5 separate regions of the Mus musculus genome follow, and regions 2, 3, 4 and 5 are each linked to region 1. A link is a contact called in public Hi-C, HiChIP or PLAC-seq and promoter capture Hi-C data. All regions are on one chromosome and are shown on one strand. The core of a region is the stretch at or near the end of the contact, and the rest is flanking DNA. Distances in the headings are between cores, read along the strand shown. Region 1 holds the start of Snn (stannin). Region 2 holds the start of Rmi2 (RecQ mediated genome instability 2). Region 3 has its middle 18 kb from the start of Tnfrsf17. Region 4 has its middle 35 kb from the start of Gm21859. Region 5 has its middle 18 kb from the start of Gm21859.

Evidence for each region. Hi-C and Micro-C count contacts between places; a contact is called where the count stands out from the background. HiChIP or PLAC-seq counts read pairs in DNA pulled down with a chosen protein or histone mark. Capture Hi-C pulls out chosen DNA fragments and counts their contacts.
Region 2: a promoter capture Hi-C map of adipose tissue shows a contact between it and region 1, with 3 times the contacts expected there. The contact joins the promoter of Rmi2 here to the promoter of Snn in region 1. A contact is called at or near these places in 12 of 39 promoter capture datasets (the 3T3-L1 cell line, the C10 cell line, the HPC-7 cell line and 8 more), 3 of 484 Hi-C or Micro-C datasets (all in embryonic stem cells), 8 of 115 datasets of contacts at active chromatin or transcription factors (bone marrow-derived macrophages, embryonic midbrain, embryonic stem cells and 4 more) and 3 of 9 other capture datasets (adipose tissue, liver and pancreatic islet).
Region 3: an H3K4me3 HiChIP or PLAC-seq map of embryonic stem cells shows a contact between it and region 1, with 7 times the contacts expected there. The contact joins the enhancer-like site here to the promoter of Snn in region 1. A contact is called at or near these places in 1 of 39 promoter capture datasets (the HPC-7 cell line), 4 of 484 Hi-C or Micro-C datasets (all in embryonic stem cells), 3 of 115 datasets of contacts at active chromatin or transcription factors (bone marrow-derived macrophages, embryonic stem cells and microglia) and 3 of 9 other capture datasets (adipose tissue, embryonic stem cells and liver).
Region 4: a Hi-C map of bone marrow-derived macrophages shows a contact between it and region 1, with 57 read pairs. The contact joins the enhancer-like site here to the promoter of Snn in region 1. A contact is called at or near these places in 21 of 39 promoter capture datasets (the 3T3-L1 cell line, 3T3-L1-derived adipocytes, the C10 cell line and 15 more), 4 of 15 datasets of contacts at CTCF or cohesin (CD8 T cells, the NIH/3T3 cell line, embryonic stem cells and 1 more), 9 of 484 Hi-C or Micro-C datasets (the HL-1 cell line, bone marrow-derived macrophages, cerebral cortex and 6 more), 40 of 115 datasets of contacts at active chromatin or transcription factors (DN3 thymocytes, the HPC-7 cell line, the NIH/3T3 cell line and 27 more) and 5 of 9 other capture datasets (adipose tissue, embryonic stem cells, liver and 2 more).
Region 5: a Hi-C map of bone marrow-derived macrophages shows a contact between it and region 1, with 44 read pairs. The contact joins the enhancer-like site here to the promoter of Snn in region 1. A contact is called at or near these places in 16 of 39 promoter capture datasets (the 3T3-L1 cell line, the C10 cell line, the HPC-7 cell line and 12 more), 1 of 15 datasets of contacts at CTCF or cohesin (the NIH/3T3 cell line), 4 of 484 Hi-C or Micro-C datasets (bone marrow-derived macrophages, embryonic stem cells and nephron progenitors), 20 of 115 datasets of contacts at active chromatin or transcription factors (T-cell acute lymphoblastic leukemia, bone marrow-derived macrophages, craniofacial prominence and 13 more) and 5 of 9 other capture datasets (adipose tissue, embryonic stem cells, liver and 2 more).

The regions. Positions count from the first base shown.
Region 1 is chr16:11,063,550-11,068,095 of GRCm38.p6, forward strand. Snn (stannin) reads left to right here and starts at 2,749. Exons shown (of 2, transcript NM_009223.3): 1 at 2,749-2,898. Gm9861 (a long non-coding RNA gene) reads right to left here and starts at 2,719. Exons shown (of 2, transcript XR_003951968.1): 1 at 2,449-2,719.
Region 2 is chr16:10,832,797-10,837,342 of GRCm38.p6, forward strand. It overlaps Rmi2 (RecQ mediated genome instability 2), which reads left to right and starts at 2,263. Exons shown (of 2, transcript NM_001162932.1): 1 at 2,263-2,594. The coding sequence starts at 2,294. It also overlaps the pseudogene Gm17913.
Region 3 is chr16:11,293,563-11,298,108 of GRCm38.p6, forward strand. No RefSeq gene overlaps it. Among named protein-coding and RNA genes, the nearest start is that of Tnfrsf17, 18 kb to the right of the region's middle. Within about 2 kb of position 2,324, at least 7 of the 459 cell types and tissues checked have an H3K27ac peak or open chromatin away from gene starts, as enhancers often do. A contact at or near this core is called in embryonic stem cells and microglia, where this site is marked.
Region 4 is chr16:10,877,328-10,881,873 of GRCm38.p6, forward strand. No RefSeq gene overlaps it. Among named protein-coding and RNA genes, the nearest start is that of Gm21859, 35 kb to the right of the region's middle. Within about 2 kb of position 2,349, at least 77 of the 459 cell types and tissues checked have an H3K27ac peak or open chromatin away from gene starts, as enhancers often do. A contact at or near this core is called in DN3 thymocytes, bone marrow-derived macrophages, craniofacial prominence and 1 more, where this site is marked.
Region 5 is chr16:10,894,985-10,899,530 of GRCm38.p6, forward strand. No RefSeq gene overlaps it. Among named protein-coding and RNA genes, the nearest start is that of Gm21859, 18 kb to the right of the region's middle. Within about 2 kb of position 2,572, at least 40 of the 459 cell types and tissues checked have an H3K27ac peak or open chromatin away from gene starts, as enhancers often do. A contact at or near this core is called in bone marrow-derived macrophages, craniofacial prominence, second pharyngeal arch cranial neural crest and 1 more, where this site is marked.

The DNA of each region.
Region 1 (4,546 bases), core at 1,499-3,998:
GATGTCACCATAGAGAAAGAAGGGGCCCAGAGAGAGGATGCGGGTTGCCAGAGGAGAGCAAGACATCCTGCCTGCTTGTCACGGAGAGAGAGTAAGGGCCTGGGTAAAGCAGGCTCCTGGCTATAAGTGCAGGGCTCCCAGCTGCCCCCGTGGCTCAACCACAGGCAAGATGCCTGCAGCCTCTGCCACCTTCAGTAGCTGACTTACCCACTGACTGCTCAAAGTGTGTTTTCCACTTATCACCCACTCCTGGGAGCTCATAAGAAAAGCAAAATCTAGGCCAGGCGGTGGTGGCTCATGCCTTTAGTTCCAACACCCAGGAGACAGAGGTGGGCAGATCTCTGTGAGTTCGAGACCAGCCTGATCTACAGAGTGAGTTCCAGATCAGCCAGGGCTACACAGAGAGACCCTGTTTCAAAAAGCCAAAAACAAATAAAACAACAACAATGACAACAAAACAGAATCTCAGGTTCAAAGCAACTATTGCATTGTGACACTCTCTTGGGTGACTTTGAGGCATATACTTGTTTGTACTCCAGTGTCCTCATCTGTACATTAGGGGTTGGGTTTGGGAATATGCAGTGTTTAGTAAAGTAATCAATTCATTCTAAGTGCCAGACTGGCACTTATGTAGCCCAGGCAGGCCTCAAACTCAAAATGTAGATAAGGAAGACCTTTGAGTTCCTGATTCTGACTCTATCTCCCAAATACTGAGATTATAGATGTGTGCTGCTGTGTCCTCTCTATGCAGTCCTGGGGATGAAACCCGGTCCTCTTGCATGCTAGACAAGTGTTCTATTAGCCTGCCACTTTTGAAATTAGTCCTGTCTATTATTGTTAGCACCAGCGAGGTAACAGAGCTATCTGGGTTTCTGCCAGTCACTGCCTTTCTCACCATCTCCAACAGTGGGATGCAGGAGACCCACCATGAAGCCGAGGAGCTGAGGCTCAGAGAGGTGAAGTCACCGGCCAAAATCCAAATGTGGTGATCTGAGTCTTCTCTAAACTTACCCATGTTAGTAAGGTAACCAGTGAGCAGGTAGGCGTCCTTCCCCTGTGCCCATTACTTGATGGGTTCCCAGTTCCATGAGGTTTGTTTGCTGATGACCCCATTTTTCAGATGAGGAAAAGTGAGACACAGAGGTTAGGTTAGCCCTCCAGTAGGCAAGGCTAGATTTGAAGTCATTTCTGTGGTATGCTGCTCACCTCTCCCCACGTCCTCCCCTCAGTCATATATATACCTGCTCGTGTTTATCTCCCTGCCAGCCCCAGCTCTGGAGTTCTGGACCTACCTATTCCAGGCCTAGACCACTAATGAGAGGCAGGAGCTCTGAGGACGCACAGCGATGGGCAGGTCTGTGAACAGGAGCTGTTCAGAGCCATCAGGCTCTAGGCTCTACGGCAGCTGGCCCAGAGCCCTGCTTCCTTCTGCCTCTCTACACCAAAGCCAGCTTACTTCCTCAGCCCAGTCCTTCAGCAGCAGAGACAGCCTTGCCATCTTACTATTCATTCATTATATCTTATAAAGAGCCTACTGTGTACTGACTGTTCTGTAGGCTCACCAGTGAACGATTCAGTCTTAGTCCTGAAACGGAGACTGAAAGCTAATGAGATGCCCTTAGAAAACACGATTTCCCAATGGACATGAAAGTCCATTGACTGGGAAAGAGAGCAAGGGTGTGAAGCTGAGATCTGAAAGATGGTGTGGAAGAACGTTTAAGATAAAAGAAATGACATGGGCCAAAGGATGAGAGGTATGGAGGGGAATCACTCTGCTGAGGTGAAGTGAGGGAGTTCCCACACTTCAGCTTGTGTGCAGGACCTTAAGAAAGTTAGCAGTCCCTAGCTTCCCAGCTCCCAGGGGGATATCCCAGTCTTATCTGCCCCAACCAAGTTATTTCTTCCTGGCTTCCCAAGTACCTTGGGCCTCAGAGGTCTTCAAACTCTTTGTGGAGTTCCTGGTGGCCATCACGGAGTGTCCCATCCTCTCTCAGACTCTTTTTGGGGGGCAGTCAGTACACCAATTAGCACCTTTGTGTTCCTAGCCAGTTGTGTCTAGCTTCAAATCCTGCCTCCAGGACAGCACATCAGAGTATTTTAAGTCTTCTGGAGTGTTGAGTTCCTCATGTCAAATGGGTCGGTATGTTTTTATTTGGCGTTCTTTTGATGTTGTTGAGTGGACTGAACAGAGTACGGCACTTGGTGAAGGCTTAACTAAGAGGTTATTGAGTCCGCATCCCTGAGGACAGGACCTGGTTTGTCTGGCTAGTGGCTCAAGGGCGCAGCAAGATACATGATCAGTGCAGAAGGGTGGATAGATGAAAGGATAATGATGGAATTGAAGGGGAAAAAAGGAAGGAAGAAAAGAAGAGAAAAGAAAAGATGAGAAAAGGAAAGAAAATCATTCGTCTCTGCCTGTAATCTCCGGGCGGTGTATCACACTCTTACCGCTGTGCGCCTCAGTTTCCCCTCTGTCGTTGGGTTGACCCTCGAAGAAAGAGGACGCCAGGCGCAGGCCCAGTACTGCCGGCACCCAATAAGCGCTCAAGGAAGCCTGGCCTCCCGCCTTCTCTGCCCCAGCTCCGGGAGCCGCCAGCTGAGAAACACTACCCACCCCCTTGCTTACACTCCCTCTGCCCATTGTGCGCCTCCGGGCCCAGAGCGCACGTGACTCCACCCAGCCCGCTCCGCTCCGCCCCGCCGTCCCAGCGCGATCTCCAGTTGGTCGCACCAGAGCGCCCCGCCCCCAATCAGGGCGGAGCCCAAGCACCTCGCCCCCTGCTGATCGGGCTCTGGCGTCTGGCGAGGGCTCCGCGGCCGACCCGGCTGGCGCGCAGGCGGAGCCGGGGCGGCGGGGCTGCTGCTGGCTAATTGCACAGGACTGCGGGCCGCGACATGGTCAGCAGGGATGGGCAGAGCAGGCGGGTAGGGGGAAGGGACGCGCCGGATGGATCGGGGTGCGGCGCTGGCGGGTCGGCGCGGCAGATGCCGCGCGCGGGCGGGGGCTCTTTGTCCTCCGCCGCGGGATTGGGACAAAGGAGGTAGCGGGGGGCGGAGGCTGCTTGGCTGGGCATCTGCCCCTCTCCGTGACCCACGGTTCTATGTCCTGCGCGGATCCTCCGGGCTGCCCGGAACACTCACTCCGCATTGACGGGGTTCCTGGCAGCGCCCCAGCGTGGTCAAGATGGGATCGAGGGGAACGGGGGCCCAGGGAAAATCTGGCGCTCGTTTCATTGGTGGGGAGACTGAGGCTGAGCCGCAGCGTTTGGTCCCAGGTCGGGTCGGCAGTGATTGCGCGGCGTGGGCTTGAATGGGTCTCTGGGACCCCCCCCCCAGGGAAAAAAACTGGGGTCAGGCGGACTTGATTTGTCTTCAGCTGTCGTTTCCTCCTCAGCTGTCGCCCCCTGAACAGGCCCCTACTTCCCTAGCGCCTCGCCTTGCTCCTTCGATAGAGTGGGAGAGACGCGGCGTCGCCTGGCACCGCGCCTGCACACCGCCCGCGCTCAGCACGCGGGAGCTGCTGGGACGCTTGTCATTAGTGTCCAGTCCTCTCGACCCAGGTCACCTAGACTATCTCCTAAGGAGGGGTCAAACACAGACTCATTGTGCTCAGCTTTCAGGAGAAAGAAGACAGGTCAGACATATGACGTTTTAGAATCAGGTTTGAAATCGGTTATTTAGGATCGGGGCTTCCTGGGTATCTGCACCTCCACTTTTTAAACTGTGTGACCTTGGGGACCGAGTTAACTTCTCTAAGCTACAGATTATTTGTCAAGTAGGAAGAGCAGTCATTCGGTTCTAGGATTGTTTTGATGCAGAAGTTTTGGAGAGATCCACATGAGATGTTGGAGCTCAAAAGTGTGGCATCAAGGAACTTTTCAGCATCGACTATTATATCACCGCCAGAGTTGTATGGCCAGATGGGACCCTGACGAGTGGGGGCAGAATTCAGGCTTGGACTATGAGATTGCAGCTCACCTCGGGCAGTTCCCAAACTTCTTAGTCTTAGTTTCCTTTCCTGGCATAAGAACTGGGAGTAGGGTGGCATCTGGAGCAGATTTCTCTTCTGGAGGAGGAAGGGGAGGGGAGAGGACAATGGGCACAGCCATGATAGATGTTCCCTTTTCTTTCCTGTTGCTGTTGGTCCTCCATCTAAGCTCTTGGATGGCAGAAGCCCTCGGTGATGGTGCCTTTGGGGTTTGACCAAGCAGAACCCTGAGCAGGAAATACTTCTGGTCTGGGGTCCCCTGAAGAGGACACTTGGAAGGTGGCCTTGCTGGAGGATGGAGCAGTGCAGGAAGCCCCTGGATGTTAGTTGGCCCTGAAAGCAGGGCAGTATTTCTCACTGCCTTGGAGGCCCTGGGAGGTGGAAGCTTTGGATGGAGTGGCAGAGTGGTGCCCAGCTGAGTACAATAGCACTGGTGATGTGCCCAGTTAAGTGATGAGTAGGCAGAGGATGTCCCCAGAGAAGAGGCTATTTGTGACATGGGTCCAGGCCAGGCTTTGTGCCCTGAGGTACAAGAAGTTACAGAGAAAAAGGCAAGAC
Region 2 (4,546 bases), core at 1,013-3,512, 230 kb before region 1:
TCTGGTCCTGGGTTTCTTTGGGACCTAGCATGTATTTGTTATTAAAATGATGAAGGTGGGGGATGGGTAGTCAGGCAGTGGTGGCACACACCTTCATCTGAGGACAGTCTGGTCTATTGAGTGAGCCAGGGCTATTAGAGAAAGCCTGTCCCAAGACACAAAAAACGAACCTAAACAAACAAAACAAAAAAACGAAGGAAGGGGCTGGCTCTTTGTTCCAGAGGACCCAGGTTCAATTCCCAGCACCCACAAGGCAGCTTACAACTGTCTTTAACTCCAGGATCTGGCACCCTTGCACAGACATACATGCAGGCAACAAAACTATACAAGGGAGAGAATTTTAATAGCATAAATTTCCTATTATGTAATTAGTTGTGCCTGTTGATAGGACTGTGATATTTTGATACCTATGAACTTTGTATAATGATCACACAAAGTAATTGGTAGGCCACCTCGTACATTTATCATTTCCTGATCAGCTGTAATCAATCACAAACATGGGTTTTTAGTTCAGTGTTCAGTATTGCTGATCTCAGAATACTACACTGTGTAAGAAGACTTAGTGATAGCCGGGCAGTGGTGGCGCACGCCTTTAATCCCAGCACTTGTGAGGCAGAGGCAGGCGGATTTCTGAGTTCAAGGCCAGCCTGGTCTACAGAGTGAGTTCCAGGACAGCCAGGGCTACACAGAGAAACCCTGTCTCGGAGAAGGAAAAAAAAAGAAGAAGAAGACTTAGTGATAAATTAGTCACTCAAAGGTGGCAAGTTTTGTTTGTTTGTTTGTGTTTTTAAAGATATTTTGCATTTATTTACTGTGTGTGTGTAGTGGGAAGAGTTAGGATTCAGACTTGGGACAAACAGCTGAGGTGCATTTTTTACAAACCAAAGTGGACTTCATCTCCAGGTTCTCCCATCCTTCCAGCATCCCTTAGTTCCTACCTTGCACCTTGTATACCCACCTGTCTCTCTCTCCCTCTCTGCATTCTCTCTCTCTCCCTCTCTGCATTCTCTCTCTCTCCCTCTCTGCATTCTCTCTCTCTCCCTCTCTGCATTCTCTCTCTCTCTCTCTCCCAGCACATGCACACTCTTTCTCTACCCCCTCCCCTCTGTCTTCCTCCCCATGTCGACTTCCCTGGCCTCCTTCCTTGGGACCAGAGAACCGACCCAAGAGCGGCTTCCCCATAAGCCTGCCTTTGCGTACTTCGATTTGGCTTGAATTGACTCATTTCACCAGCAGAGAATAACTTACCAGGATGCACGTGTGCCGCAGCGCACTTGTGGAAGTCAGAGAACAATTTATGGGAGTTAATTCTCACATGGGTTTTGGGAATGGAACTCTGATCTGATATCAGATTTGGTGGCAAGTGATTTTGCCTGGTGAGCATTCTTGCTAGGTAAACACTCTCCTATAGAGCAATATCCCGAACTGAAAGAGGAAATTGTTTAATTTACTTGTTATGGTGTTTCCAGGAAGGGCTCTTGTATACCAGGTTGGACTCCAATTCACTCTGTGGCTAAAGATGACCTTGAACTCATCTTCCAGCCCTGGTGAGTGCTAGAGTTAAATAGGTGTGAACCACCAAAATTTGTTTTGATACTTTTTTAATCGTTAAATTCAAATAAGTGTATTTATTTTCTTTTTAAAGATTTCCCCTGATAAAACTCTTATAATTTCAGGAATACTGTGTGTGTGTGTGTGTGTGTGTGTGTGTGTGTGTGTGTAGTCTGGGCACAAGACCAATTTCTAAAGATGCTTGATATCTTAACCAAAGTTACCAGCGCAGCGCATATTCAGCGTCATCTCTGAGGTATTAAAAGAGTACAACCAATCCATTCATAAATTTGTGTTTGGGGCCATGCTTAAACTATTCCTCTGGAACTCTCTCTCCTGTGTGTAGATGTGATTTCGTATCAAAAAGGTCCAAGGGATCTACTTGCATCTCGGCTTTTCGTGTGGTAATGTTTTGCTAAGGGTGCACATTTTATTTCGGCTCTTAAAATTAATCGATCATCTACAACTACTGTTGAGTGCGTCTTATTTTTTAGTAAACTGGAACGGAGACATATGGCTTAAATCGTTGCTCTTCCTTAGGAGAGGAAATTCCGTATCTCCCTGCATTTGTTAGCGTATCTATTTTCTATTTAATTCAGTTGAATCTTTCAGCTTCTGGCGGTTACGCGGCTGTCCCGCCCCCATCCATTGGCTGCCTCGGGCAGGCGCGCTCTTGATTGGCTGCCGCTCGCCAAACCCCCGCCGTCCGTCAGAGTTGGCGGGAAAGCGGTGGTGGCGCAGCATGGCGGCTGCGGCGTCCGAGTCGCTGTCCTCCGGTGGCCCCGGGGCCGTGCGGCTGCCGCGCTTGCCGCCACTCAAGGTACTGGCAGGACAGCTGCGGCGGCACGCAGAGGGTGGCCCGGGCGCGTGGCGGCTGTCGCGGGCGGCGGTGGGCCGCGCTCCGCTGGAGCTGGTGGCCGTGTGGATGCAGGGTACCGTGCTGGCGGCGGAAGGCGGCCAGGCCCGGCTGCGCGACTCGAGCGGAGCCTTCTCTGTGCGCGGCCTGGAGCGCGTACCACGCGGCCGGCCCTGCCTCCTCCCAGGTAACGTGGGCGGGACCGGCTCTGCAGGTCCTCCCCGGGGCGGGGCGGGGCGGGGCGGTCCCACCTCCAGGCTCTAGCCCTCCTTCCTGGCCCAGCCCCTGTCAAGTGACTCCCCACCCATCCTCTTGGATGACAGCAACACCTATCCCCGCTTTCTAAGATGTAGGTTCCAGCCGGGCCTGGAGGTACACATCTTCCATCCCAATACTAGGAGTCTGAGGCAGGAGGATGGCAAAGTTCAAAGCCTGACTGAGCTACGAAGTGAGTTTAAGGCCAACGTAAGGCAACTCAGTGAGAGCCTGTCTCAGAACAAAAAGTAAAGAGGGCCTGGGGTGGGAGCACTTCCTAACATTGATGAGTCCTTGGGTTTAACCCAGACAGCGAGAATAGTAAACAAGTACATCTACTAAAACGCCTGTAGGTTCCCGAGGCTATCCCACCTTCCCAGTTTTGAGCCTTGCAATTCTGTGTCACAGTTCTATCCCTGTAGATGTTTTTCTCATTTTTCCCCGTATGTTTTGAAAATAATTTCTCAGGAAATGTCTGCTTGTCTTTTTCTCTGTGTGTGTGTGTGTGTGTGTGTGTGTGTGTGTGTGTGTGTGTTTTTAAGGCAGTGTCTAGCCTAGACTGACCTAAAATTCATTGTGTAGCTTGGACACCCGGGCTTCCTGCTTCCATCTCCTGAGTGCTAGGATTCTAGGCATATGCTGCTCCATCTGGTTCATACGCTGCTGGGAATCAAACTGGGGGCTTTGTGCATGCTACGCAAGCAATCCCAGCCCTAAGTCTGTACTCATATTTTTGTTTGTTTGTTTGTTTGTTTGTTTTTTCGAGACAGGGTTTCTCTGTATAGCCCTGGCTGTCCTGGAACTCACTTTGTAGACCAGGCTGACCTCGAACTCAGAAATCCACCTACCTCTGTCTCCCTAGTACTGGGATTAAAGGCATGTGCCACCACGCCCAGCAGGTTTTCTGAGTCTTAAGAGTTGTTTCTAATACCCTCTAAGGAGATGCTGATATTGCAGGGTTTGAGGCTGCCCTTTGAGCTACTGCAGTTCTTGCACTGTGGTTCTGATAGCTTGACTCTAGCATCTGGTCCAATGCCTGGCACTTGTGTGTTCTGAGAAGCAGATGTTCTGAGACCGGCATCAGGTACCTGGAGCCTCATCTCATTAGGAAACACATATCATACACAGGGCCTCGTGAACTGCGTGGTTGCACCTGTGACCCAGATAGACAAGGCCTGCCTATACTTGACTCTGAAGCTTCAACACAGGCTCCAGGAGACTTCTAAAGGAAGCCTACAGATTCAGCAGGCCTGCCTTTCCATGGCTTCCTTCTCTGTAAAAATCAGCCCTGCCTCTCTAAAGAATGCTTCCTGCTCAGAAAGTCTTGAATTCTGTCTAGAGGCAGAGTCAGGGTCTCTGACCTAGGCTATTTTTTTTTTTTTTTCCAAGACAGAGTTTCTCTGTGTAACCCTGGATGTCCTGGGTTTACACTCTGTAAACCAGGCTGGCCTCGAACTCAGAAATCTGCCTGCCTCTGCCTCCCCAGTGCTGGGATTAAAGGCGTGCGCCATTATATCTGGCCTATGTTTTACATTTTGACATGTCTACAAAAAAATCCTGATGTATGAAATGTATATGCAGTTTGAAATCAGCATCTACAAAGTGAAGTTTTATTGGCCTGAAATGCATTTGTAATTTGCAAAAGGTTAGGGTCACCATCTCACTGTACTGACATGGCTTAGCAGTTGTGACAGCAATCATTCCTATGACCCCAAAAAAGCCTGAGTTCTGTAATCTGCTCCCTTACAGAGAAAGTTGACTGCCCTTGGCCTTAACTTTGACTTTGCTTAAATTCCATGTTGTTTGGTGTCCCAGCCCAGGCAATGTCCCTTGAAAGCAGCTTTGAACAGTGTCTCAAGCCTAGTTCCAACACTGGAATAAGCC
Region 3 (4,546 bases), core at 1,074-3,573, 230 kb after region 1:
CTGTTTGAGTTCTTGTCCTTACTTCCTTCAATGATGGACTAATATATAGTCCGAATAATAAAATACCTTTCCCTCTCCCTAAATCCAAAACAGATTGTCTCCTGAGTATTCTTGAGGCAGTGTTAAGGGAGGTAACATGCTAGAATACCAGAAACAAAGGTGTCTTAAGAGGACATAAAGTCCACCGTTCATGTTGAAAGGAAATAAAACTTGAAACCTGTGATTCATGTAATGTATGTCAAATAGCCCAAAGAGTTGTTTGTGAGCTTTGAAACCTGGGGCTGAGAACATAGCAGAACAGACCAGGACATGCCCGGGCAGGCCCATCGCCTCCCTATCTCCCATCCCTCTGACCTAAGTTAAATGTTACAGGCTGCTGATGTTTAAATGGACCAATGATGTGAAACCGTGCCAATTCCTCCCCCAGCCCCACTCCTTTTCTATAAAAACCCCTAGCTTCCAAGCCTCGTGGTCGAATCCACTGTCTCCTGTATGAGATACGTTTCGACCCGGAGCTCCGCCATTAAAATACCTCATGTTGTTACATCAAGGTGTTGTGTTCTATTCGTGATTCTTGGGTGCACCCGAATCGGGAGCTGAGTGGGGGTTTCCCCACTAGGTTCTTTCAATGTCAGACAGCTGGTACCTGAGGTCCTGATTAGGAAAGTGACATTCAAACTACACAGAAAGCTATAAAGAAGGGCTCTTAACTCCACCTGGGCAATTTCCCTCTCGCTTCTGAGCCTTTTGGTCATGAAGAGGGCAAAGAGTAGAAATTCCTGCACAGTCTCTTTTTTCAGAATAATGGGCTTGCTGGAGATTCTGAAGTCCTCATTCTTGCAAAGCAAGGTCTTACCAAAGGAGTCACCTCCCCAGCCCCTATTATTGTGACTATATTTTAAATTTATTCATTTTATGTATGTGGATGCTTTGAATACGTGTATGTCTGTGCACCATATGCATGCTTGGTACCTGTGGAGGCCAGAAGTGGGCATCAGATCCCCTGGGACTGGAGTTACAAGTGGTTGTGAGATGCCTTGTGGTTGTTAGGAATAGAACCCAGGCCCTCTGGAAAAGCAGCCAGTGTTTTTAACCATTGAGCCCTCTCTTCAGCCCCACCCCCACTACCATTCTTGACAAAGGATCACAGGTATCTCAGACTGGCTTCTTACTTTACCAAGATGACCTTGAACTTCTAATTCTCTAGCCTCCAGTTCCTGAGTGTTGAGATCCCAGGCATGTACACCACACTCAGTTCGAACCCAGAGCCTTATACATGCTAGGCAAGTGCTTTATCAGCTGAGCCGTATCCCTAACCCCTACACTTAATGGTGTTTTTTTTTTTCAATTAAGTAAAAGATGGGGCTGGAGATATGGCTTAGAGGTTAGGAAAACTGGCTGCTCTTCCAGAGGACCCAGGTACAGTTCCCAGCACCCATATAGCGGCTCACAACTGTTTGTAATTCCAGTTCAAGGGATCTGACACCTTCATACAGACATACATGAGGCAAAAAAAAAACCAAAAAACAAACAAACAAACAAAAAAAAAACACACAAAAAAAAACCAAACCCCCACCAGTGTATATAAAATAAAAATAAAATCCTAATAATAAAAAATAGAAAAATAAAGCAAGTATTTATTTATTTATTTATATGTGTGTGAAAGAGAGAGGGAGGGGTGTATTCTGTGTATGTGCAGTAAAGGCCAGAAAAGGGCATCAGATCCCCTAGAAATGGAGTTACCTAGTAGGTGTAGGCTCCCAGTGGGTTCTGGGCACTGAGGCCCTCTGGGAGCATGCTCAGTGCTCTCAAGCATTAAGCCATCTTTCTGTCCTCCTTCCTGATTTTGTTTTCATACAGTAAATTTTGATCCTTGCTCTCCCCTCTCTCCTTTTTGCTCTTTTGTAGTAAGCCGGCCTGTGGCCTACATGAACTGGGTATTTCTGGAAGGCAGGCTGGGGCTAAAAGAGACTTAGACTTTGAGAAAAGAATGATGAAGCCAAGACAAATTTTTCTGATCAAGGCCCGTGAGTTTACTAAGAGATTGTGCTTATAAGGGGGAAGGCCGATCTCCCCCCCCCCCCACACACACACACTCACCAGTCCATTCTTGGTGCCTGGAGCCAGCCTGTAGGCGACATGCAGGATAGGATGTGTCTCTGGAATGTCTCAAGGGTCTCTCAGCAAGTAGCAGAGTCTCAGAGAAGAGCAGCAGTAGTTGACATAACAATAGAGCCATCTAAATCAGAAGGCTACACCCCAGGTGATCTCATATTCAGTGGCAGCTAAATCAGCCTGCTTCAAGGCTGAGGGAAGCTACACTCTTTCTCTCTCTCTTTTAAAAAATAAATGGCTGGAGCAAAGGCTCAGTGGTTATGAGCACTGGCTGCTCTTCCAGAGGACCCGGGTACAGTTCCCAGCACCCACATGGCAGCTCCAGAGGATTTGACACTCTCTTCTGGCCTCTGAGGGCACTGCACGCACATGCTACACAGACATACATTCAGATAAAACTTCTATACACAGACAATAAATAGGAAAAACAAACAAACATGCAAAAACAAGAAACACACACACACACACACACACACACACGCACGCACACACCAAAACAAGTGAAAGACAAAACAAATGACCAAAAGTGCCAAAGAAGACCAAAAAAGTTTTTAACAATAACATCAAATTTGCTTTTTGTTGGTCAACTACTCCTGAGCATGGGCCCGCCCCGAAGGGTGGTTAATATACCCATGAGACTCCATTGGAGAAAATGGATTTTTCCTTTGCTAGTGGGCATTAATTGCAGACAGCTTCCTGTTTTAGGGGTGAGAGCCCACATCCAGTTCCTTTTCTCAGAGCTGGGACCTATCTGGCTTGAACCTGCGTAGCTCTGTGCTGCTGTCAGTCTGTGAGCTCATATGCTCGTCAGTCCTGTGGCATCTGGAAGACACTGTTTCCTTGGAGCCCTCCATCCCCTCTGGCTCTTGGAATCTTTCTGCCACCTCTTACAAATAGATCCCTGAGCCTCGAGGGAAGCCAGCCTCTACATTTTATTAACTAATATATATTTATTATTTTCCTCCCCATGAATATGCCACCAAAAAAATCCTAAGTCCTGATCATAGTGTTTTCTGGCTATTGCCTATGACTAAAGCAACAAACAGCAGGAGACAGGCATGTTCTGTGGCTGGGTTAGAGCTTTCGAATGTTCCAGTCTGCAGCACCACCTCCATCCCAACTGCTACTGTGAGGGTCTAGTGCTGTCACTGCAGTGCTGATGGATTGTGGTCTCTCAGAGAAACCCAGAAGCAGCTTACTTGCAAGGTCAGGACTCCAAGACACAGAAGCAAGCTGCGCACAATGGCACACACTAGGTAGGTGGGGACAGAGAGAAGGATTGACAGTAAGTCCAGGTGCCTCATGTGTCTAGTACGATCTTGTCTCTGAGACCAACCCAATGAAAATAGCAGTTAGGAGATAGCTTCTTGGGTATAGTGCTTACTTCAAAACCTTGAGTACCTGTGCACCAAGTATGGCTCCTCGGGTAAAGGTGCTTGCTAGGAACCACATGGTTGAAGGAGAGAAAGAACAAGTTATCTTCTGACCTCCACACATGGACAAAATAATTAAGTATGATACAAACACTAACAGCAAAGTGAGAAGCTGAATTTGAATCCTCAGCATCACAGAAAGTCTGGCTGCATGGTGGCACGTGGCACTAACCCTGGTGCTTTCAGGAGGACACAGGACAGTGTTAGTGGTTTGCTGGCCAGCCAGGCTAGCCCCAACTGTGAGCTCAGGGAGAGACCTTGTCTCAAAATGGTAAGTAGCATACACATGTGTGCGTGCTCGTATGCACACATAAACACAAACACACAGAGAGAGAGAGAGAGAGAGAGAGAGAGAGAGAGAGAGAGAGAGAGAGAGAGAGAGAAATAAGACAAGAAAGACCAAGATTGGGCTGGTGAGATGGCTCAGTGGGTAAGAGCACCCGACTGCTCTTCTGAAGGTCAGGAGTTCAAATCCCAGCAACCACACGGTGGCTCACAATCATCCGTAACGAGATCTGATGCCCTCTTCTGGAGTGTCTGAAGACAGCTACAGTGTACACACATGAAAGAAAGAAAGAAAGAAAGAAAGAAAGAAAGAAAGAAAGAAAGAAAGAAAGAAAGAAAGAGAGAGAAAGAGAGAGAAAGAAAGAAAGAAAGAAAGAAAGAAAGAAAGAAAGAAAGAAAGAAAGAAAGGACCAAGATTTAAACAAGCTAGAAAGCAAACTGTGGAAGACTTCCATGGGCCAAGTATGAACAGCCCCATAGGGACCAACCTTAGGCACTGCTGCCACCAGGAGTCCAGATGAGTAAATGTCTGTACTAAACCCACATCTTCCTTAAGACTCACTGAGATGCACTGTGAGCAGTTAGGGACCAGTCACAAAGCTTCCTGTGTTCCAGGATATGATGTGGGTATCATAGGACATCCCCAGATGAGCTCTCTCTCTCTCTTTTTGGTTTTTCGAGACAGGGTTTCTCTGTGTAGCCCTGGCTGTCCT
Region 4 (4,546 bases), core at 1,099-3,598, 190 kb before region 1:
GTTGCTGCTCTTCTCCAAGACACTGTTACCTGCTGAGAGGCCCTTGAGATATTCCTGAGACAGCATCCAGCAGATCACCTACAGGCTGGCAACAGGCACCAAGAATGGATTGGCGGGGGATGGGCCTCCCCCTTTATAAGCACAGACTCTTAGTAAACTTGGGGGCCTTGAACAGAAACGCATCTTGGCCTCCATTATTTCTCTCGTCGTTCTCTCCCATACAGCTCCTGCCTCCCACTCAGGAACCCAGTTAGTGTGGCCGCAGGCGGCTTACAGGTGGCAGTGACTTCATGTAAGATTATGGCTGTGGGTTTAGGTCATAGCAGGAGACTGGTTTGGGGGACTCAACTGATAACAAAAGCTACTCAGGTGGGTGGCCACCTCACCTATTTTATAAAACTTGGAAGCCACACGTTTGTTCGGTTATGATACCACTTAAAGGCAACCTTCCTCCACAGAACCAACTCATGAGCCCCAGTTTCCTTTTGTTGTTAATTTCAGTTTACTTGAGACAGGGTTTCATGTAGCTGAGGATGACCTTGACCTGACCTTCTGGCCTCTACTTCATAGGGGCTGGGATTGCGGACATCTTTCCTCAAACCCTCACTACTTTTTTTAAGGTGCTGAGGATCGAACATTCTAGGTAAACAATTCTATCAACTGGGTTGCAGCCCCATCCTCTCTGTGATTTTGCTTATCTCTGCCTGTCTCCTCTGATGGCTGAGTCTTGGACCATCTTATGTCCTGAGGATTCCCTGGACACAAGGACTAGCAGATACTCACTCACAGCCGGCAGAGCACCCCAACCCCACTCTTGCCCGTCAGCTACTCACCCTGAAGACGGATGGTCCTCAAGGGCTCTGAGAGCGACTCAGAGAGGCTCCCATTGAGGGCCACCTCCCTGCCATGCCACAGTACCACCTGGTACAGGATGTGGGTGCTTTGTGCTTTCTGGATCACAGTCCTCAGGGCCAGCTCCGTGGGAAGTGTGCTGAGCTGGAAGAGAATGGGGTGGCTGGTGTGGAACCCAGCCACGCACTGCTTGGGGTGGGGAAGGAGAGACACACCCAGAAAGAAAAAGGAACTGTGTGTGGATCAGTGTTTCCTGCATCTTCAGAACCACAATGCTAAGCATGAGCAGGGAGTGGGGCAGATTGTGAGCAGCAGAGGGTAGAGAGCCCATGAGCTCTGCAGACATGCAGTGCGCCTCTGAACTGTTTCCTATGAGGTAAGAATGCCAGCTCCCATTGTATCCATCCCTCCTTTTCTGTCCCCCTGTGTAGCCCAGGCTATCCTATAACTCACCACAGTTACTCCCTAGTGCTATGACTCCGCAGGTTTCCTATGCATGTCTAAAGCCATCCCCACCAGCTCCTCCCTGGGTAAGGGACCTTTCCTTCCTGCCTAGCTGCCATTCCCCCTTGCTATCACCTGCAGGCCTATTACAGCACTGCAGCTATGGAAACCTGACATTTCCTGGGAGGAAGGTGCTTGTAGCATAGTGCCGTCTGTGTGGGCTGACAATCCCGGCACACGAAAAGTGTTCTTCCCCGTGCCATTCCTGCAGAGCCTGTCTGTCCCAGTTCAGGGCCTTCTGTAGTTCTCAGACTCATTCCACCCCAGGCTTTTAGCATGGAGTGCTCTTTTCCCAGACTGCTTGTCATATAGGATAAGGTCAAATGTCACCTCCTCGGTGATACTACCTGACCTCCTAATCATTCATATATAGAACTTATATGGGTTTTTTTGTCATCTGCCTCCACTGGATTATATGTTCAGTGGCAGTCAGGGCTCACCCATTCTGTTTTATGCTATATCCCAGCTTCTGGAGCGGTACCTAGGGTCTAGGAGATGATTAGTCGATTATGGAGGTGAGACATACAGCTGAGTGTCTCTTCCAGCCATTTTTCCCCCTTCTGAGCCTACCCCAGAAGCAAAGCCTCAAATGAAGTTCTCTTCTTCCTAGAAAGACATACACACCTGGGGGGTGAGATCTGTTGCATCTGGATGACATTGGCAAGGCTGTCCTTAGCAGCTAGCAGGCTGGTGCTCACATGGAAACAGTGCTCCCCCACCTCTAGGGCAAAGCTGATTTTGGTCTCATCCTTGGAGCACCGGAGCTGGTGTAGGGGCGATGCCTTCGTCAGCCAAGTAGCAGCTGGCTCCAGGCTCTGCCTCCCAGAGCCCCAGACCCAAAGGGCACACAGACCCTGGGGTGAAGAAACTGTTGAAATGAGGGTCTTGAGTCAGATAGGGTCAGCCTGGTGTTACCTAGGGCCAGCCTGGTACTACCTGCCCTGTGGCCAGAGACTGGCAACATACCTCATGGCTCAAGGCAAGGATCTAGTTGTGATACCACTTATGACCACAGAGGGCAGTGCTACACAGGACAATGCTGGGGTGATAGATCAGGCTCCAGGACAGCTCTCCTAGCCATGGGTTGAGTTATTGACAGCTAGATCTTTGATCTCCTGAGCCTAGGGCATTTGATCTTACAGATAAGGATGCTTGCTTTATTAATTGACTGGTTTGAAAACTGTACTGAAGTGATGTGCCATCTTATGGGCTGGCAGAGTGACTGTCAGTATAGATTCCAGACTCCCATAGAAGAACCATAAAGACTTAGGGAAAGGAACAAGAATTGGTGCTCATACTTTGGGGTCCACAGTTTCCTTATTCCACCCCACTGAGTCTACCTGGATTATAAAATTAAGTTTATTATCACGAGTAAAAACTAAACAAGAGGACTGGAGAGGACACTCAGTTAAGAGCACTGGCTGCCCATCTGGAGGACGTGGGTTTGAGTCCCAGCACCCACTTAGCGGCTCAAATCTGTCAGTTTTTTGAGTCCCTGGAAAGACAATGTTCTCTCTGGCCTCTGAAGACACCAGGCATTCACATGGTACCCAGATATACACTGTAGGCAAAACACCCAAACACACAAAATAATAAAGTAAGAACTAAATGATTTTAAAATGCTGCTTCCAACAAGCTCAGAGGCCCTGTCAGCATGTTTAAGCTAATTCTCATCCAGTACAAACAATCAAAAAATGCAAACAATGATGCTCTGCAGACTGACTGCCTTGACATGCCAGGGGAGCACACATGAGGACTTTTAAAGAAAGTTAGTGAGAAAAGACGAAAGGGAAAGATCCAGGCAGTGGGCAAAGCACTAAGCAGGTATGATTGTAGAATACAGGCTCTGAGGTTAGATCTGTGGACTTAATCATGACTCCCCAGCCTACTAGCCAGCACACAAACAACTCGGAGTCTTTGCCCAGTTTCATTATTTTTAAAAAATAAGAATACTAAATACAATAGAGCTAAATGAGCTGTGACATAAGGGATGAAGAGTGCACCCCTGTATTCTGAGCACTCAAAAAAGGAAGTTCTAACCTGGGCTACAGAAGACCATGTATCTAAGAAACTAAACATCCCAGCTTTTGGGATTACACAGTGTTATATAAAAATCCTTGTTTTACAAAACGCTCGAGGTCTTTAGGAGCAGGGACAGAGCCTTGTTAGCTCAGTTACATGGAAATGTGTGGTCTGCCTTGGCCGATCACCACTTCCTTGCTGTTGATTGAGACAGGGTCTCATGTAGCCCAGGCTGGCCTGAAATGAGCTATGTAGCTAAGGCTGGTGTTGGCCTTCTGATCCTCTTGTTTCTACCTCCTAGTGTAGGGTTATAGATATGCATAGCTTATGGGGGGCTGGGGCTGGAGCCCAAGGCCTTATCCACATTAGGCATCCCACCTGCTGAGCCTCATCCTTGGCCCAACAGAGACCTTTCCTGTGTGCTGAGACCATCTAAGAGACACTTGAGAACAAACTAAAGTGGTCTTTGACTACGGTGCTCCCACCAGGGAAAGGGCTGTAGACAGCAGGCACTCTGTAAACAAAGGCAGGCCAGGACACAAGAAGGAGGACATTGGAACCAAGCCTGACAGCTGGTTGGGAAATGCAGTGGCCAGGGATTGGGGTAGGGGTGTATGGCTCAGTAGTAGAGAGCTTGGCTAGCATTCATGAGGCCATGGGCCAGGCCTAAGAACAGGCAGAGGGACAGTGGGCAAGGGAAGGGGAGGATGGGGAGGAGGGGCAGAGGTAGGGAGGGTGGGAACAGGAAGTGGGGAAGTACTGGCCAGTTGGCACGCCTCATCACTCACTGGCTTTACCAAGCAACTACTCTGTATTGGTCCCTGTGCCAAGGGCTGGCTGGCATCCCCTGTAGGAGCTCCTTCTTTGGGGACTAGGGACAGACAAGGAGGTGAACAGTAACAATGCAGAGGCTGCTTTCAGTCATAGCCCAACAAGCCACCCTGTCGACCCAGGCTTCCCTGTAATGGCTCCAGGGTGGGGTGGGGAGTGGAGTTTGCTCTGCTCAAAGGGCTGGGGCAGCTGCTGCAGCTGCTGGGACATGCCAGGTTGGGGAGCCAGGTGGAGTATCAGGTAACAGGCACCAGAGCCGGCAGACCTCCCAGCTCCCCAGGGTCCCCTGGGTCCCTCTGAAATGTACACATAGGGATGTTTGGGAAAGCCAGAGGGG
Region 5 (4,546 bases), core at 1,322-3,821, 170 kb before region 1:
TTTAGTGTTAGAAAGGAAAGCACTCACATAACCAAGCTAAACAGTCGCAGGCTGCAGCCAAGGATGACTTTGTAACCCTGATCTTCCTGCCTCACCTCCCCAGTGCTGGGATTACAGGTGTGCACCCCACAACAGACTCTCAGGCTCCCTTGGTAGACACTAGCTAACATTTGCCCAGTCCGGGGACACTCACCTTGTTGTAATGGGTGGCATCCAGAGTCACGCTGTGCCAGATCCCTCCGTCCTGAGAGCTACCCTGGTGTAAACCCTTCAGTTGCAGAACAACTTCCTGGTTGTCTTTTACTCTAGCGTTGACCTCACTGTTCTTAGCCTGAGTGTGTAAGAACCAGAGGTGTGCAAAGAGGTCACCATCATGTCAGCATGCAACAGAAACCATGGCAGATTCTAGACATCAAAAGCAAGTGTCTCTCAGCACCACTGAGTTCCCAGAGCGTCTCTACAAGGATCTCAGTGGTGCTGACCATGGTTATAATCCAGGGAGATTCCTTTGCAGTTCTGAGTTCAGGGGCAGAAAAACACATGTTTAAGTTGCTATATTGGGGGCAATATGTAACCCAGCAAGAGGAAACACAATGATCAATTATTCACTCAACACCCACAAGGCAGCTGCTGGAAGACACCAGGCACCATAGCTGGTTGATTTCTTGTCTTCATGTCTGTACTGATGGAGAACTCTGACAGTTGACTTTAAGATAAAAGCAAACATGGTTTCTTGGAATTGATGGAAGGAAAGGAATCAGCTAGGGAGGAAAATGTGTGTGACGAAACCTTCTGTTCTTGGTTGCAGTGTTGGCCAGAGCCCAGAGCCTAGGCAATGTTTCTGCCATAGAGTCGCCTCCCCACCAAGGCGCAGCTCTGGGCAGAGAAGAGATCAGAATGACTGTAAATGGAGGCGTCTCCAGCCTTGTTCCTGGCCAGATGTTCTCAGCTAGAGTTTGAGTCTATGTGGGGGCCAGGCCTTCTGATTTTTCTTTTCTTATAAACAACAGAAACCCAGGATTTGTCTAAAATCTTCCAGTTCTCAGAATAAGCAGGCCATAAAAGCACACATGTGGCTGTATTTGGCCTGGAGCATCACTCAGAAATCTCTGGCTAAGGAAGCCATAAAGGCCACTGGGAGCCACACCTGCAGTGTCTGGCTTGGTATTCTGTTCTGTTTCTGTGAGACCCCAACTCAGAGCGTTTCTCCGTGGGAGGTAAAGCCCCTGGATGTTCCCCCAAGTCTGTTTTTCCCGATCTCTGGGGATACAGCCAGAAAGAAGCTCTTTGTTCTCTATAGACAGCAAAAAGCCTTTTTGTTTCTATACTTACAACCAGAGATGCGATAATTGTAAAAAGACCTATCCAGGCGCTTGCCTGGCTCCCTGAGCCAAGGACACGGAGATAGACCTGGAGAGGAGCTGCAGCTCACTCCCCATCCCTCGCCAGAGAGGAGCTGCAGCCAACTCTCTTCCCAACTCCTCCCAATTCCTCACTTTTCCTTTAAAAGCCCCCTACTGTTACTGCTGGGGGTCAAACTCCCCTGCCCTGCATGACAGAAGGAGTTCCTCCTCAGCTAGCTGATAATAAAGACTCTTGCAGTTTGCATCAGGTGTGGTTTTCTCTCGAGTCATTGGAGTGCTGGCCAGCTCATCCCAGGACTTGAACGGAGGTCCAGCTTCAGGGGTCTTACATTTCCCCTTGGACATTACTGGCCAGCATCTGGAGGAGCCACTGCCAGCCCCCGAGATTATGGGGAAGTGAAGTCCTGGGATGGGATGCTCATCCCACTGCATGCTTGGCTTCATCTTCCTTCCTAGAGAAGAGAAGCACTATTTTATTCTGTGTGCACACAGTCGGTGTTCAATAAATGCTTGTTGGAGGTTGTGGTGATCTCTCCTGAGCGGGTCAGGAGTCTAATGAGGGCCTGGTAAACATGTCACGTGCTTAGGACCAGTTACTCTCTGAGCTATGGCCACTATGGAAAAACAGACACACTGCCCACTCCACAAGAAAGGGAGCTGAGGCCCAGGGACATGGGCCATGTGAGGCTAGGGTGTATGTGCCAAGACTGCAAATCAAAGGCCACAGGCCAGTGCAGCCTGTATTGTCCTGGCTGGTCTGGAATTTGACCAGGTGAGCTACATACTCTCAGAGGTCCTCCTGACCCCGCCATCTGCTATTTGTATATTTAGTCCTGTGTCTCTAGGTATGAATACAGGTGCCTGTAGAGGCTGGAAGAGGCCATCAGATGCCTCAAGCTGGAGTTAAGGGTGGTTATGGGTGCTGGGAATTGAACTAGGGTCCTCTGAATGAACACCAAGTGTTCTTAATTGCTGAGCCATCCCTCCAGTCCCATAAAGTTTTATTTGGATATAGTTGCACATACTCACTAAGCAATTACTTCTGTACTTGCACACTGAGTAAGGACATGAAGTCACTGTGACAGAGACCACGAACCCACAGGCCTGAAAGAGACACTGCTATTTCTGCAGGCTAGCGAACTATAAATAGCATCAAGCTGACTGACTTACAATGACGCCTTAAGCAATTATTATATACCACACCCCTTGAAATTGGAGAAGTCATGGTTCCTAGGGAAGCCCCTGGGAGCACTACAACCGGCAGAGCAGACTGGAGAGGCAATCATGCAAACGTAAGTAGACCATGTCACATAGAGGCTCAGAGCTGAACTGGGAATAGAGAGGTGGGGGGATAAGGTGGGGAGTGTGTGGGTGTGGGGAGTGGCGAAATCATTTAAGGAGACAAGAGGTGTGAATTTACTCTCTATAGATGGCAGAAGGAAACTGAAGCTGAAGGAGCAGTGGCAGCTCCAACTGCAGGATGTGCCAAGGACCTGAGGCAGGAAAGATTCAGGAAGGCAGTAGAGGACCTGGATGAAGCAGCTGTGGCAGCAGAACTGGGCTTGCCATCCCAAGGCAAGCTGTGAGTTCTTGGGGCAGGGCTATAACAAACCATGCTAGCATCTTGTAACGTTCCCTATGGCTGCCAAGCAGACTGTAGCATGAGACACAGAGGGAGGCAAAGATTCCAGGCAGAAAAACATCATGCTAGTCTGGATCAGAGGTGATAAAACTGAACACGGACAATTGGGGTGGGAAGGTTACTCACATTTCGAGGATTCCAAGCCACCAGGCATCCCTCCAGGCTCTGGGAAAGAACCCTATGGTCATTGACCTCTGTGTGTGTGTGTGTGTGTCTGTGTATATGTGTGTGTGTGTGTCTGTGTATATGTGTGTGTGTGTGTCTGTGTATATGTGTGTGTGTGTCTGTCTGTGTGCCTGTGTCTGTGTGTGAGTGTCTGTGTGTGTCTGTGTGCCTGTGTCTGTGTGTGTGTCAGGCCTGTGCAGACGAGGTGAGTGGGTGCTCTGTTCCCAGACATCTTCCCAACAGCCCACTCACATAGAGGTGTCCAGCCTGGCAGCCCAGCACCATAGTGTATAACCTCTCCTCTTGGCCATTCAGGACAGCCTTGGTCTCCAGAGAGTGATGCTAGCACAGTTTGTCCACTGTGAGGTCCCCTGTAAGAGGAGGCTCTGCAGGACCAGGAGGTGCCAGGGATGCTTGGGTGTGGAGAAAAGACAGACCACAGACATTAAAGCAGCTGGCAAGATCAGGGGACAGCTATGTCCTCCACTCGGAGGTTGTCCTAAAGTCACAGAGAGTGTGACACTGGAGGGCACTCAGCAGCCCTGTGCTCCAAGAGCTGCCAATCAAAGCCTGACATGGGGCCAGGGAGATGGCGAAGTGGTTAAAACACTTGCCACCAGTGTAAAGACCAGAGTGCAGATCCCCAAACCCACATAAATACCCTGTGGATATGGTGACTCATTTCTAGTCTAGCCTTGGAAGGGACAGGTGGAATCTCCAATGCAAACAGATGTATTGGTGAGTTCTGGGTTTGATTGAGAGACTTAGCCTCATAGAACAAGGTGAAAATGCTTGAGGGCGATTCCTGAGATTAACCTGGGACCTCCACGTGCATGTGAACACACACACATACACACACACACACACACACACACACACACACACACACACACACACACACGGAAAGACAAGGAAATAAAAAGCCCAACATGGCGGCACATGCCTGCAATCCTAGAATTTGAGAGGCAGAGACAGGAGGATCATGAGTTTTAGGCCAACCTGGGCCAACCCGAGCTACATACTGTAACCTTGTCTCAGCAAACATACACAGCACACACTGTTTGCCAGCCAACCCCATCTGATGTCTGACCACATCCACAGGATCATCAGTTAGCATGGAACCCAGGACCTAATGTCCTATGCCTCCCTTTTCTTGCCTTTACAATGGGGTGAAAATGCAGTCATTCTCCTCTCCAGCAGGGCTTGGTCACTTAAGATGACCTCTGTGTGTGTGTGTGTCTGTGTGTCTGTGTGTCTGTGTGCCTGTGTCTGTGTGTGTGTGTGTCTGTGTGTGTGTCTGTGTGTGTGTGTCTGTGTGTGTGTGTCTGTGTGTGTGTGCACACACACGCACTGAGGTCAGGGGGTCCCCTTTTCC